Regions from separate parts of the Zea mays genome. Here region 2 is linked to region 1. The links are chromatin contacts, called in public Hi-C maps. All regions are on one chromosome and are shown on one strand. The core of a region is the stretch at or near the end of the contact, and the rest is flanking DNA. Distances in the headings are between cores, read along the strand shown. Region 1 has its middle 51 kb from the start of LOC100383187. Region 2 holds the start of LOC103641716 (DNAJ heat shock N-terminal domain-containing protein).

The links. Hi-C and Micro-C count contacts between places; a contact is called where the count stands out from the background.
Region 2: a Hi-C map of ear shows a contact between it and region 1, with 2.4 times the contacts expected there. The contact joins the promoter of LOC103641716 here to the enhancer-like site in region 1. A contact is called at or near these places in 7 of 25 Hi-C or Micro-C datasets (bundle sheath, ear, leaf and 1 more).

Annotation. Positions count from the first base shown.
Region 1 is chr10:124,641,014-124,647,137 of Zm-B73-REFERENCE-NAM-5.0, reverse strand. No RefSeq gene overlaps it. Among protein-coding and RNA genes, the nearest start is that of LOC100383187, 51 kb to the right of the region's middle. Within about 2 kb of position 3,722, at least 15 of the 20 cell types and tissues checked have an H3K27ac peak or open chromatin away from gene starts, as enhancers often do. A contact at or near this core is called in bundle sheath, ear, leaf and 1 more, where this site is marked.
Region 2 is chr10:124,746,886-124,752,988 of Zm-B73-REFERENCE-NAM-5.0, reverse strand. It overlaps LOC103641716 (DNAJ heat shock N-terminal domain-containing protein), which reads right to left and starts at 2,348. Exons shown (of 2, transcript XM_008665031.3): 1 at 1,998-2,348. It also overlaps the pseudogene LOC109942976.

The DNA.
Region 1 (6,124 bases), core at 2,473-4,972:
TACGAAAGTTGGGGGGTCCGACAGCCTGGGGGCCGGTTCTAAAGAACGGGAGCCCGTTCCATGGAGTGGTCCGGTGCAGTGTAGCTGCTTAGCCTGGTCCCGTACCGTAAGCCTGCACAGCCCACCATCCTATGACGGGTGCCTTAATATTTGGAGTTATAAGTTCCGCGGGTCCGACAACCTGAGGTCTGGCTCAAGAGAATGGGCACTTGTCTCCTGGGGTGGTCCAGAGCCGTGTAGCAGCTTAGCCTGGTCCAGTACCGTAAGCCTGCACACTCCACCACCCTGCGACGAGAATCCTAGTATCTAGAGCCGCGACCCAAGGGGGTCCAGACACACAACTTAGCCACCCGGACTGAACCCTGTGAGTCCCGAGCATGAATCAAAGGATGGCTAATATCAGACAAGGGACCCTATGGGTGTACTACTAACACTCCATAGTTAAAGCTGTGTACAGGTCCGGATCCCAGCCGAGGCTGCCTCCTGGGAGTTGTTGACAACCCTTTCAGATACGCTGGTATCCAGCCTCGACACATCAAGCCTGCATCCCGGGCAGGGGGCCAGGTACCAGCGGTCAAGAAGGCGAACCGCCGTGCAAGGAGCGTGTAGCCGCCCTACGGTTATATGCCCTTTCGTCTCCACCGCAACCAGCGGTCAAGGAGGCGAACTGCCGCACAAGGAGCATGCAACCGCCCTGCGGTTGCGGGCCCCCTGAGATTCGCTGCAACCGATGGTTCAACCTCTGGCATGGGGGCTCAGGCCCACATGCCATACACCCGGCGCGTCGGTTCCTGGGTACAGGAAAGTTGCACTACCGCTCACGCCAATTCCACGCCTCCTCGAGACCAAGAAGATAAATTTCCAAAGAACCAATGCAGCGACTCGAGGCACCCCGCGCATGGCCCAACAAAGGCATTAAGTACGGAGGTCACGGGCCAGTTAGCCGTGGGGACAGGCGTGGCAGTCGGCGTGACCATAAGCGGGCTGGCAGTAACTGCATCAATGGGCACGCAGGAGCAACGGGCCGATCGTCAGCCAAACTCTGGCCCCGCTTGCAGGCTCGCATTCTCCCCTAAGGCGGGCCCGAGGGCCACTTTCGGTACCCTGGATTAGGGGTACCCCTTACTGCGGTATGAAGGCACGATGCCTGTGCGGCTACCTTTAGCCGCACGGAGAACAGCCCTAGGGGTATCTCGTGGGCAGTTAAGGTGGCGCTCTCAGAGACCATGCCCTCGGGCCTAGTAGGCTCGGGATCCCTATGCGCACAACCCGGACCCCCGAGGTAAAGTAGCCCGAAACCATTGGATGGGGTTTGGACCCCACCAAGTGAGCTCCGGACCACCCATAACAAGGTCCTAGGAAAGGAAGTGTCATAACCTAGGCATGGGTCCGGGGTTGAGGCGTGTCTTGGCTCTATTCGAAGCGCCTCTGCCCCCCCCCCCCCGGCCGAGGATCTAATGCAGCCATATGGCTTATTATCCGTGACGTAGGTCGACGGGCGGAGCATGACATAAGGGATCTAGGCTGCGCGGCCTCCACATTTATTGCGGAGCGGACGCGCCGCCTGTCCACCCTTCTGACAGATGATGTGCCTCCACGACATTTATTGCGTCCTGTCCATTCCGCTGGCAGGCGGCACCAGGGCCACCCTGCAGGAGGCATGCCTGTCCAGTCCGTTGTCGAAACAGTGTGCTCGTACTACGCGGTGCACTGTACTCATCCCTTATACGAGAAGCTTTCCCCTTGCGCGCCGAGACGACGCAGATCTCGGGTGTCAGGGCGCACGAAGATTACACGGGCATGGCAAGCAAAAGTTCCACCCATCTATTTGTCCCTGAGCCCACGTGTCAGGGCTCAGAACCCTTGTACATGCCCCCCTTGAACTATAAAAGGGGAGGCATGCGACGTGAACACGGACAGACACAGGACATTCATGCTTACACTCAACTCAAGCTCTCAAAGCAATACAACACACAGTGGAGTACGGTATTACGCTCCAGCGGCCCGAACCACTCTAAACCCTTGTGTGTTCTTGTGTTCATCCCTTCAATCTCCAACAGGCAAAACGCTTAAGCCCCCTTCGCATCTTAGGACTTAGGGCGGGTGCACTCCGCCACCCGGCCGGAGAATTTCCTCTCCGACAAATTCCTATAAACTTAATGCACATTTCACTAGACTTAAGTGTATAAAAGTCTTTTTAAAGTAGAAGGAAGGGGTAAATGCACCGGGGCTTGCCTTTGTTGCAATAAAGAGGCTTAAGACCTTTCTACCCAATAACCCGTTAGATGGCTCCTCCACTTGATCAGCAGACACTGGAGTAGACTCCTCCTTCAAACACCACTTCATCTAGGTGTTCTACAAGTCAATTACATGTATGCTTATGTAATGATATGAAATGCAAACTCTCACAAGGAGAGGTGGGAAACATAAATAATACAAACTAAAACACATGACAAGTATACACATGGTTCTACACCACCAACACTTACTAATAGTGGCCAAATCGGATTCACTTAGGTAAACCAGAGAACTAATCCATATTAGATCTCATCTAAAAGCTTAAAACTTCTTAAAAACTGCATCTCTTTCCTAGATAAACTTATCTCCTTTTCAAAGCACTAAATCCACTTTTATTAAGGATTTAACCTTTCTATTTTGGACCCTACAAAGCTTCCTGAGAAACTGGCTTCCAAACAGCCCCAAATTTTTACCATATGCTTAGCTGACCAAAATAAAGTTACCCAAACATTTTCATAATTTTTGGAACTATATTTTTATTTCTAAAATTCATTTAAGCCTTCGTAGAGCACTTTTTAATTACCTAAAATTTATTATCTGTTGCAAATATCCTAACATTGGTTTTTTATCGAAAATTTGTGATTTTATGTACCCAGGAAAACTAGTTTCCACATTTTTGCATTTTTCCTATAACTTTTAGCATATTTTACAAGTTGTCAGCGAAATGAAAAGGACAAAACCTAAACAGTATTGGACGGCATTCAGTCTGATCTAGAGATGGCAACGGTTAAATACTTACCGGGTATTACTACCCCATAACCATACCTACGACAAAAAAATAACTCTATCGGGTCACCCTTATATACTGGTGGGTATGGATTTACCCCCATACCCATACCCATGTGGGTATGGGTCACCCGTACCCACAAAAATTAAACAGCTATCAAAATATTATATTATACAAATGTCAAGTATATCCATCTAAATAACATTACAAAATTTCTAGCATCATTTAACCATCCATTCAACACACCAAAGATAATTAGATAAAGTAGTAACACTAGGACAGTACTACATAGCACATTACATGTTCCATTACATGGTCATTAAATTGTCGTTAAGCCTTCTATGACATTATGGCCTAAAAGGTTGTTAAATAGTAAAAAAGATGGACGACTAAAGTCTAAGTTCATGCTTGGGCTAAGTTTATATTGAGTATTTTATACCCATGGGTTAATGGGTATGGATGAAGGTGAATGTTCTAATACCCATTTACCCATTGGATGAAGATTTTTGTTCAAGAATAGACCAACAGGTAGAATATTTAGCCCACATATATACCCTAATGAAGTAAATATCCATCGGGTATTAGGTCGCGGGTACCCATTGTCATCTCTAGTCTGATCCGACCCAAGACTAGTAGGATCACACGCGTCGTCCGCGCGACCTACGCCCTCATGCCCATTTTGCGCAGAGAACCCTGTCGCCATGACTAATCAATCCCGATCCCTCGTCACTGTTTGTCTGTCTCGCTGACGAATGCACATAAGTCCTTTGCCTTCTGCTCATTTATAACTTCCCGGCCACGACCCTACTCCGACGAATGCCGATCAAATACCATGCAGAGCCACCGGAGGCGATCGTCTCCGACGAGAATGAGCATACCTACCCGTCACCCAAACCGACCCCATCACTTCCCCTTGGTTAATCGGATCGAAGAGACCAATATCGCCTCTGGCCGCGGTGGCGGCCGAACCTTGGGTCCGACGAGCCCGATCCCGCGGTCTCCACACGGTAGAGCTCTAACTATGGACACAGAGAGCCTCAGCGACCTAACAATATCATGGTGCTCACGTGAAAACAACCAGAGACAACATGGGTTGATGGGTCGGCGGGGAAGCTGTCCACGGCGCCAAGCTGTGACGGCGCGACCTCGTTTTATGCAACACACAATAGTAGAGTTAGGAATACCAACTTTAGGAGCTTCACTGACCTGTGAGGAACAAGGAATGTGCACAGTTCAGCTGAGATGACCTCCGAAGAGCCCTAACCGAGGTGAGGTGGACCTCCGGCGGTGCGGCCACACGACACAGGGACAACGATGTGAGGGGACTAAGCAGAACAGACGGTGTGGCTGGGACTAACTCCAACATGAAGATGTGAACCCTAGAGGCACACGGTGAATAGGACTAGCGAGTGGGGTAGTGGAGAGCTTCACTACACTGCCCGCAAGTAATAACAAGATAAAGAACCAGGCGCTGGCCAAGCTCGATTTTTCCACGGTAAGGAACGACCCCAAAGGTGCCAGCAGGCAGCAGCTGCTTGGGTTTGAGCATGTGGCTTCCCTCTCAGGCACCACACAGGTTTATAGGCACAGCAAGGCATCGAGCTTGGGCAGGCAACGCAACTAGTGACCAGGCAACTACGGACTCCACCACAGATACTTTGAACCTCTCCAGGACCTGAAGCTTCTCAGCTCGACTCCACTTTACCAGGCGCCAGAAAGTCCCAGGCAACTCTCTAACCAAATCAACCAAGCAATGTCAGCACAATCGTGGGGCTGATATCTTTCCATTTCTTCGTATCTTGATTCAGCTTTGGCCACCAGAACCTGCACTCAAACTTTTGCCTCTTTTTGCTACCCACACCGAGCACACAGGAAACAAGCAAGCAAACAGCCGCCTGTCCAAACTGAGACAAATTCAGTCAACTAACAATTCTTTAGTGACTAAACCAGACACCGAACCAAACTTATTAGTGTTGCTGCTCCATTCCATTCCTCCCAGTTCAGCCCCCTTATCTCCCAATTATTCATAGCAACAGACCACTCTCCCTTAACAAAAATTATTCTCTATTTATAACTCTACCTATTTTGTATAGCAACTCATGGTTGAAATCATATAGAACAAAAGTTATGGTACCTCAATTTACAGCCAAAGTCACTGAAAATTCAGTTTTAGAAATCTGAAACAGCACCACAGAGTCTGACATAGGGTTTTGCCACCCCTTTTTCTCTAAATCCTACACAGTAGCAAGCCAACTCTCTGCATGAAACATGCTCTCCTTCAGATGGTCTTTAACTTTTCTATATTGGTCTTAGTCGAAAACCACAAGTATTGGTCACAATAGAGCTCCAAACCCAGCAACATTCACTGAAATTCAGTTTTAGTAACTGAATACAATTCAGTTTCAGCCATCTAACACAGTACCACTTTAAGCAGTTGTTACTCCATTTTTTATGTAGCACCAAGCTATACTTATTCAAGGAGACTTGTTCTATTTACTATGGTATCTAAATTCACTATGGAAACCTTAGTCTAAAACCACCTGAATTAATCACAAATGATCTCTAAACTAGGCATCCTGCTGCAATTTAGTACTCAGAACTGAATAAAAATTCAGTTATGGCCAGCTTGACAGTCTAAATTTGAGCAACTAATTCTCCACCTTTCTTTTTGGGATCATGCCAAAGTTACTTAAAGAAACTTGTTCGCCATCATATGGCCTTCAACTCCACTATAGACACCATATTTTAAAACTTTATGGATTAGGCACAAATGAGCTCCAAAAACAGCTACAAACTCTGAAATTCAGACTTAAACTCCTATTCATAATCTGAAAATTCAGACACATTGGCAGCCCCACTTTGAATCACCTTTTCTCCAAGTTCCATGTAACTTTAGGGGTGTGATCTTTAACCAAACTTACACACCAATACATGGGCTTCCACCTTTATATAGCACTCTTAGCCCATAACTATATGGATTAGCCCCAAACAGATTCCAAAGTTGCTCCAAAACATAAAGATTTCAGATTTAGATATAACACTAAGTCTGAAACCCACAATTTCTGATAGCCCTACTTTAGACCAACTTTTCTCTAGGTT
Region 2 (6,103 bases), core at 1,099-3,598, 110 kb before region 1:
TAAAACTTTATTGTGCAGGGCAAACAGCTGAAGGGACCTACAACTACACCTCCACCCAACTTCCAGATCTTACTCAAGTAGGAAATGGAGATGAGTTTGTCAACATAGAACATGAACAAGATGAAGTGAAAGAAACCTTGCCGGCGCATGAAGAAGATGATGTCCACGTAGTTGAGGCAGGAGATGCAACAAGTGAAAGGCATGATCTGGTGCCGCAGAGAAGGACTACTGCTGCAAGAGGGAACAATGAAGAAACAAGGACAAAGAAGCATAAAAAGGGCGATAACCTAGAAGGAATAATGGGAAGATACATTGACATGAGAATGAAGCAAGCTGAGGAAGAAGCCACACAACTAGCAAAAGAGAGAGAGGAAAAGGAAGCGAGTCAAGTTGCAGACTTCTCAATCAAGAAGTGCATATCCATTATTGGTACAATGGAAGTTACAAAGGAGGAAAAAGCGAAAGCCTACAATGTCTTCAAGGACCTTAACAATAGGCAAATTTTCTTGAGTGCATGCGATGATGATGCCGAGTCTGCACTGATTTAGCTGAGAAACGAGATGGCTTAGCTGGTACGCTCTCTTCCTTTCCCTCTTCTCTTCCCACTAACTTTTCGAGGCTTGCATCTCTTCCTAGGTTGATTACTAGCCTGCAAGCATGCTTGAGCATTTCCTTCTGCTATGCAGTCACTAACTGGATGCTTGAACATTTCCTATTTTCTCTTAAAAATCTATTTGAACACCATAATAATAATGAACTGCTTATAGTTTATTTGAGCATTTCCTATTTTCCCTTATGGTTTATTTCCTATTTTCCTATTTCAATTGCAAGAAAAGCACATTCCTTTTATGAACTGCTTCATTTTTAGATTATTAGGCATGTTTGTCATTTCCCTACCAATTTTGGGCTATAAGCAAATATGTGATTTAACTCAAAAATACTAATCTGGTCTCGCATGTTTATGTTTGATATGAAATTATTAATATGTGTGGAGAAATTATAGTGTTTAACGCTTACATTCTCTTGCAGGTGGAGTCGTCTGAATTGCTTGTTGGATATCCAATATGTTATGTTGTTCAAATGAAAAATTACTCCTCTCCCTTTGGTTTGTTTTTAATCTAAATGCACACACTCTATTGTAATGTAATAAGAGACAAATGAGCGACCAACTTCTGATTTTGATGCTTCAAATTTCATCCGCTTCACGGACCTAATATGAGGGGCACTGGTCGTTTTATATGCATGCAACAAATTAATGTATCCATGTGGTGTAACCAAACAATAGAAAATTAGCCATGTATTAAATCCCAGCTGTAATTAAAATACACATGGTTTAAGTGACAAGAGATGTATTCACTCAATCCCACCGTGTATTGGATCCTAGTATGTATTAAATACTAGCGTGCCGAACAAAGCCTAAAGATACTAGTTGAATTAGCTAGCTAACAAATAGCTAGCTAACTATTACCTAATTTGCTAAAAGTAGCTAATAGCTGAAATATTAGCTAGACTGTTTAGATGTCCCAGCTAATTTTAGTAGCTAAATATTAGTTCTACTATTAGTTCTAGTGCATTCAAACGTCTCCTCGGATCCGATTACAAATAGTATTTTAGGGTTTGGACGCACGTTGTGACCTACGAATTACGTTACAGTTTGGGCGCACGACTTCGCACAGCAGGAAGGAAAGACCAAGGGAGGGAACACCTGCTGTCCTGGTGGTGCTCGTCGCCGGCCAATGTCATGGGTGGCGAAGTAGGACAGCAGCAAAGGCCGGCCCAGTCGTGGGTGGGTGGGGGTTGCGCGCATTCTTAGTGTGATGCAAGAAGACAAGGCAGAGTAGGTTCCAGCATACAGCTACAAGCGGATTGGGTGCGTAATGTCATTTTTGAGCGAGGGCCGGTCTGAGGCTGGAGCAGAATCAAGCAGACGGAGAGGGACGAGCTGTTGGCGTGGAAAGGAGAGAGAAGATCGGGGCGCTGTGCGGACGGAGACCTACCTGCGGACCTGTGTGCCGGCCGCGCCGGAGCCGGTCGCGGGGACACCGGGGGGGTGCAGAGGGCGGACGCCGCCCGCCCGCTCCCCAGGTGGTAGTCGACCGAGCGCGGTCCCCTCTCCAGGTTGCGGCGCGACGAGCAGAGAGAGGAGATCGGCAGCGGGCGAGACGAGTTCAGGCGACTGGCGAGCTCGGCCGCAGGGGAAGAGGAGGCGACCGCCGCCCTCCACGGATGGATCTCAGTGACTTTCCTTTATCTCCTCTATATTCTCCTCTATATTCCTCCTCTGCCCAGACTATGAGGACTAATGGATCATGTAAAATAGGGACACGGTAATGTGATAAATAGGACTGGAATATAGATAGAAATCTTTGGGCCAATACGAGCACGGTTTAAAATATAGGAGCCTAAAACACGAGGCATAAAATAATATAGACCAGGGTAGCATGGCTCAAAAGCGGGTCTAGATCAGACCTCAAATTCCGGCACACCCAATAAAGCTCATATTGTTTAATTTTTTGAATTTAGTAAGCTATAGACTTTATATTGGTGTAACATTTAGATTTTTTGTGGTCAAATGATGTTAGCTTTGTTCAATATATCTTTAATTTAATAAACTATGGATTTTATGTGGTTGTAATATTTGGATTTTATGTGGTTCAAATATATGGGTCGGGCTTGAGCCGGTACGACCCAACGAAGACACGGCGTACTTTAAGGTTAGACTAGGCCACTGTTTCTACTCTTTGGGCTGGTACGACACACCCAAAAGTTTTTTTATCCTTCTTGGCACGAACCTGTTTGGCCTGAAGCATGATGGGTTCGGGCCGACCGAGCCTAATTCCTAGCACTATAGATGACATTGTTTAGTATTGTTTGTGGAGTGAAGTTCGAAATAGTGGATGAAATAGGGTATTGAATAGAAGATATGTTAGAGATGGCTAAGGATGTATTTGGTTGTGGGTCGGGATACGACAAGACAGAGCGATTACTTAAATTAGGTTGTTCCCAAGAAGGATATTCTCATTAGATATTGTCCTTAGTCGTCCATTATAATTGGATGGATAACTCTCTCACAAGTTCATTTTCATCCTCATTCGTATGTGGTGTCCTCGTATTCTTCCCGTCTGCCTCCTTCATCCTAGTGTCATTCGTCTTCCTTCGTGGCTGCCGATGAGTCCACGAGTTACTTTCCCCTTTGCTCTCATTTTCCCTTTTTCTTTCCCCACGACACCTTCCAACCTATCGTGCATCTCCCATGGAGACGTCATGAGTAAAGTCGTTGTCGGGCTGTAGGGCTCCATCAACGGCAGCAGCCACCAGGTGAAATGTCCATAGGGGTCAGCGACGCTGGTGTCCGTTATGTTCCCTAGAATGTCCATCGTGGACTACCGTGTTCGTGACACATTGGTCATGTTGGTGCTCACTAGTGACGTTGTTATCCTTCATCTCACATTTTTGTATTAAATTCGAAGGTATAGAATGTAGTGCTACCTCATCCTTCATCTCACACTCTCATTCAATGAACAGAGCCATCCTCAAAGGGAGTCAAGCCACCACCAGCCTTTCCTTTCAAATCGATTTTCTTTGCTCAAGTTGCAAGGTACAGAATCCCTAAGATCAGTTGGATTGTTGTTTGCTTGAGATTATTCCCCAAACATAATGATGAGATTTTCTATGACATGCCATATGTTTTTGTATTTGATGATTACATGTAGATGGATAAGAGGATCAAGGTTATAGTTTGTGTTGCTGTTGCATATATGTTACTATCAATGATGGTCGTGATTATTGATTCTAGAAAATGAAAATAAAATGCAAGGAGGATAGGGATTACCTATGCACCAATGCATGTAAGGGGTAAAATGTGTTGGGTCTCTTTAGCCAAAGGTCCTCAAAACATTAACTAACCAGTTATTTTTTAGCGTGTTTCAAGTGTAGCAGGACAGATACCAAAGGACACCTTCGTCTAGGGACGGTGAGTAGTTGTCATAGTTGTATAAACGAAGCTGAGAGCTTTGGACTACTGACATTTGCACGTGATGAAGGAGCTGACTTCCAGAACCTTCGCATCCTTCAGCGTATAGTAGAAGTTGTGCAGCTACAAGCTCATCCAAATAGGCTACGTCGCCTTTTTTAATGCCATCCATCAGATTCCTTTCCAACGGATGACATTTATTCTTCTTCTTTTTAATCACACAACAACATGTCTGCATCGTCGTTTTTCCCTCGACGCACGATCGACATCAGATGGAGAGAAGCTAGCCTCCATCGTGTCCTTCGCGCGAACAACGAATGGATAAGGCTCCTTTAGTACTTCCCTTCGACGGCTGCCACCGGACCAGAGCCGCCTCCACGTGCTTACTCCTACGTGCATCGCTACGACCACCGCCCACCATCCGCATCTCATGCATCATCTCCAAGATGTTCTGCCTCAGCCTCCCCTGCGTCCCCTGGTTCATCATGGGTGACGACGATATTGTCTTCTTCCTAGTTCTGATTGCACTGTGACCACAAGGGAAGGCATCACGACTCATCATCGCTTGTCGACATCACGCCTATCCTGCATGTGACCAACAAGGTCGAGGCAAGCAACCCACAAGTAGCCTACTTTTGTGAGTAGCATCAACATTTCATTTTTGTTTTTAGTTTGTTTCTTTTCCTTCTGCATCTATGTGTTCCTCGCAATCGATCAATTAGTCACTCAGTTTGGCCTTCCCCTTCATCTCCAGGACGTTTCTATGCCTTCAAGAATATGCATCGCCTCAACCCCACCTGAAAGTCGCATAGAGGGGGTGAATAGGTGAAACCTGTAAATTATAAACTTTCAACATAAACTTCACCCGAGGTGAGGATTAGAAACAAATTATAATGAGTGTGGGATGCGGTAGAGAGTTCTTCTTGCTATGAGTTGCTCAATCAATGCGGATGAGTTTGGGAGCTAACTCAAAAGATTGTGAGTAAGAGAACTTAGAGAGAGGGGAGGGGAAGAATCAAATCGAACAGTGATGATCAACATAAATGAACACAACGATTTGTTTCCCGAGGTTCGGTTCCAATGAACCTACTCCCCGTTGAGGAGGCCACGGAGGCCGGGTCTTTTTCAACCCTTTCCCTCTCTCAATCGATCACTTAGACCGGTTGAGTGCTTCTTCTTAATCTCAAGGATCACTAAGACCCAACAAGGATCATCACACACTCAGGTGTCTCTTGCTAGCTGTACAAGTCACTTAGAGAGTTTAGAAGGAGATGAAGAAAGCACGATTAAAAAGCCAAGCAACAAGAGCAACAAATGAAACACGAATCACACTCTCTCAAGTCACTAATCACTATTGATCACTTGTCTTAATTGTGACACTTGGAGAGGATTGGAAGCTTTGAATGTGTCTTGGAATGAATTCCTTGCTCTTGTATTGAATGTGGATGTATAGAATGCTTAGTTGTGCTGAATGGGGGTGGTTGGGGGGTATTTATAGGCCCCAACCCCACTTCTAGCCGTTGGACAGAAAGCAACAGCTTTCTATCGACGAGCGCACCGGACAGGGCACTGTTCACTGTTTGGTGCCTGCCACGTCAGCCGACCGTTGGAGTCTTGATAGTCGCCTAGAGGGGGGGGTGAATAGGGCGAAACTGAAATTTACAAATATAAACACAACTACAAGCCGGGTTAGCGTTAGAAATATAAATGAGTCCGAGAGAGAGGGCGCAAAACAAATCCCAAGCGAATAAGCAAGTGAGACACGGAGATTTGTTTTACCGAGGTTCGGTTCTTGCAAACCTACTCCCCGTTGAGGAGGCCACAAAAGCCGGGTCTCTTTCAACCCTTCCCTCTCTCAAACGGTCCCTCGGACCGAGTGAGCTTCTCTTCTCAAATCAAAGCCGGGAACAAAACTTCCCCGCAAGGGCCACCACACAATTGGTGCCTCTTGCCTTGATTACAATGGAGTTGTGATCTCAAGAACAAGTGAGAAAGAAAAGAAGCAATCCAAGCGCAAGAGCTCAAATGAACACGGCAAATCACTCTCACTAGTCACTAGGGCTTTGTGTGGAATTGGAGAGGATTTGATCTCTTTAGTGTGTCTAGAATTGAATGCTAGAGCTCTTGTAG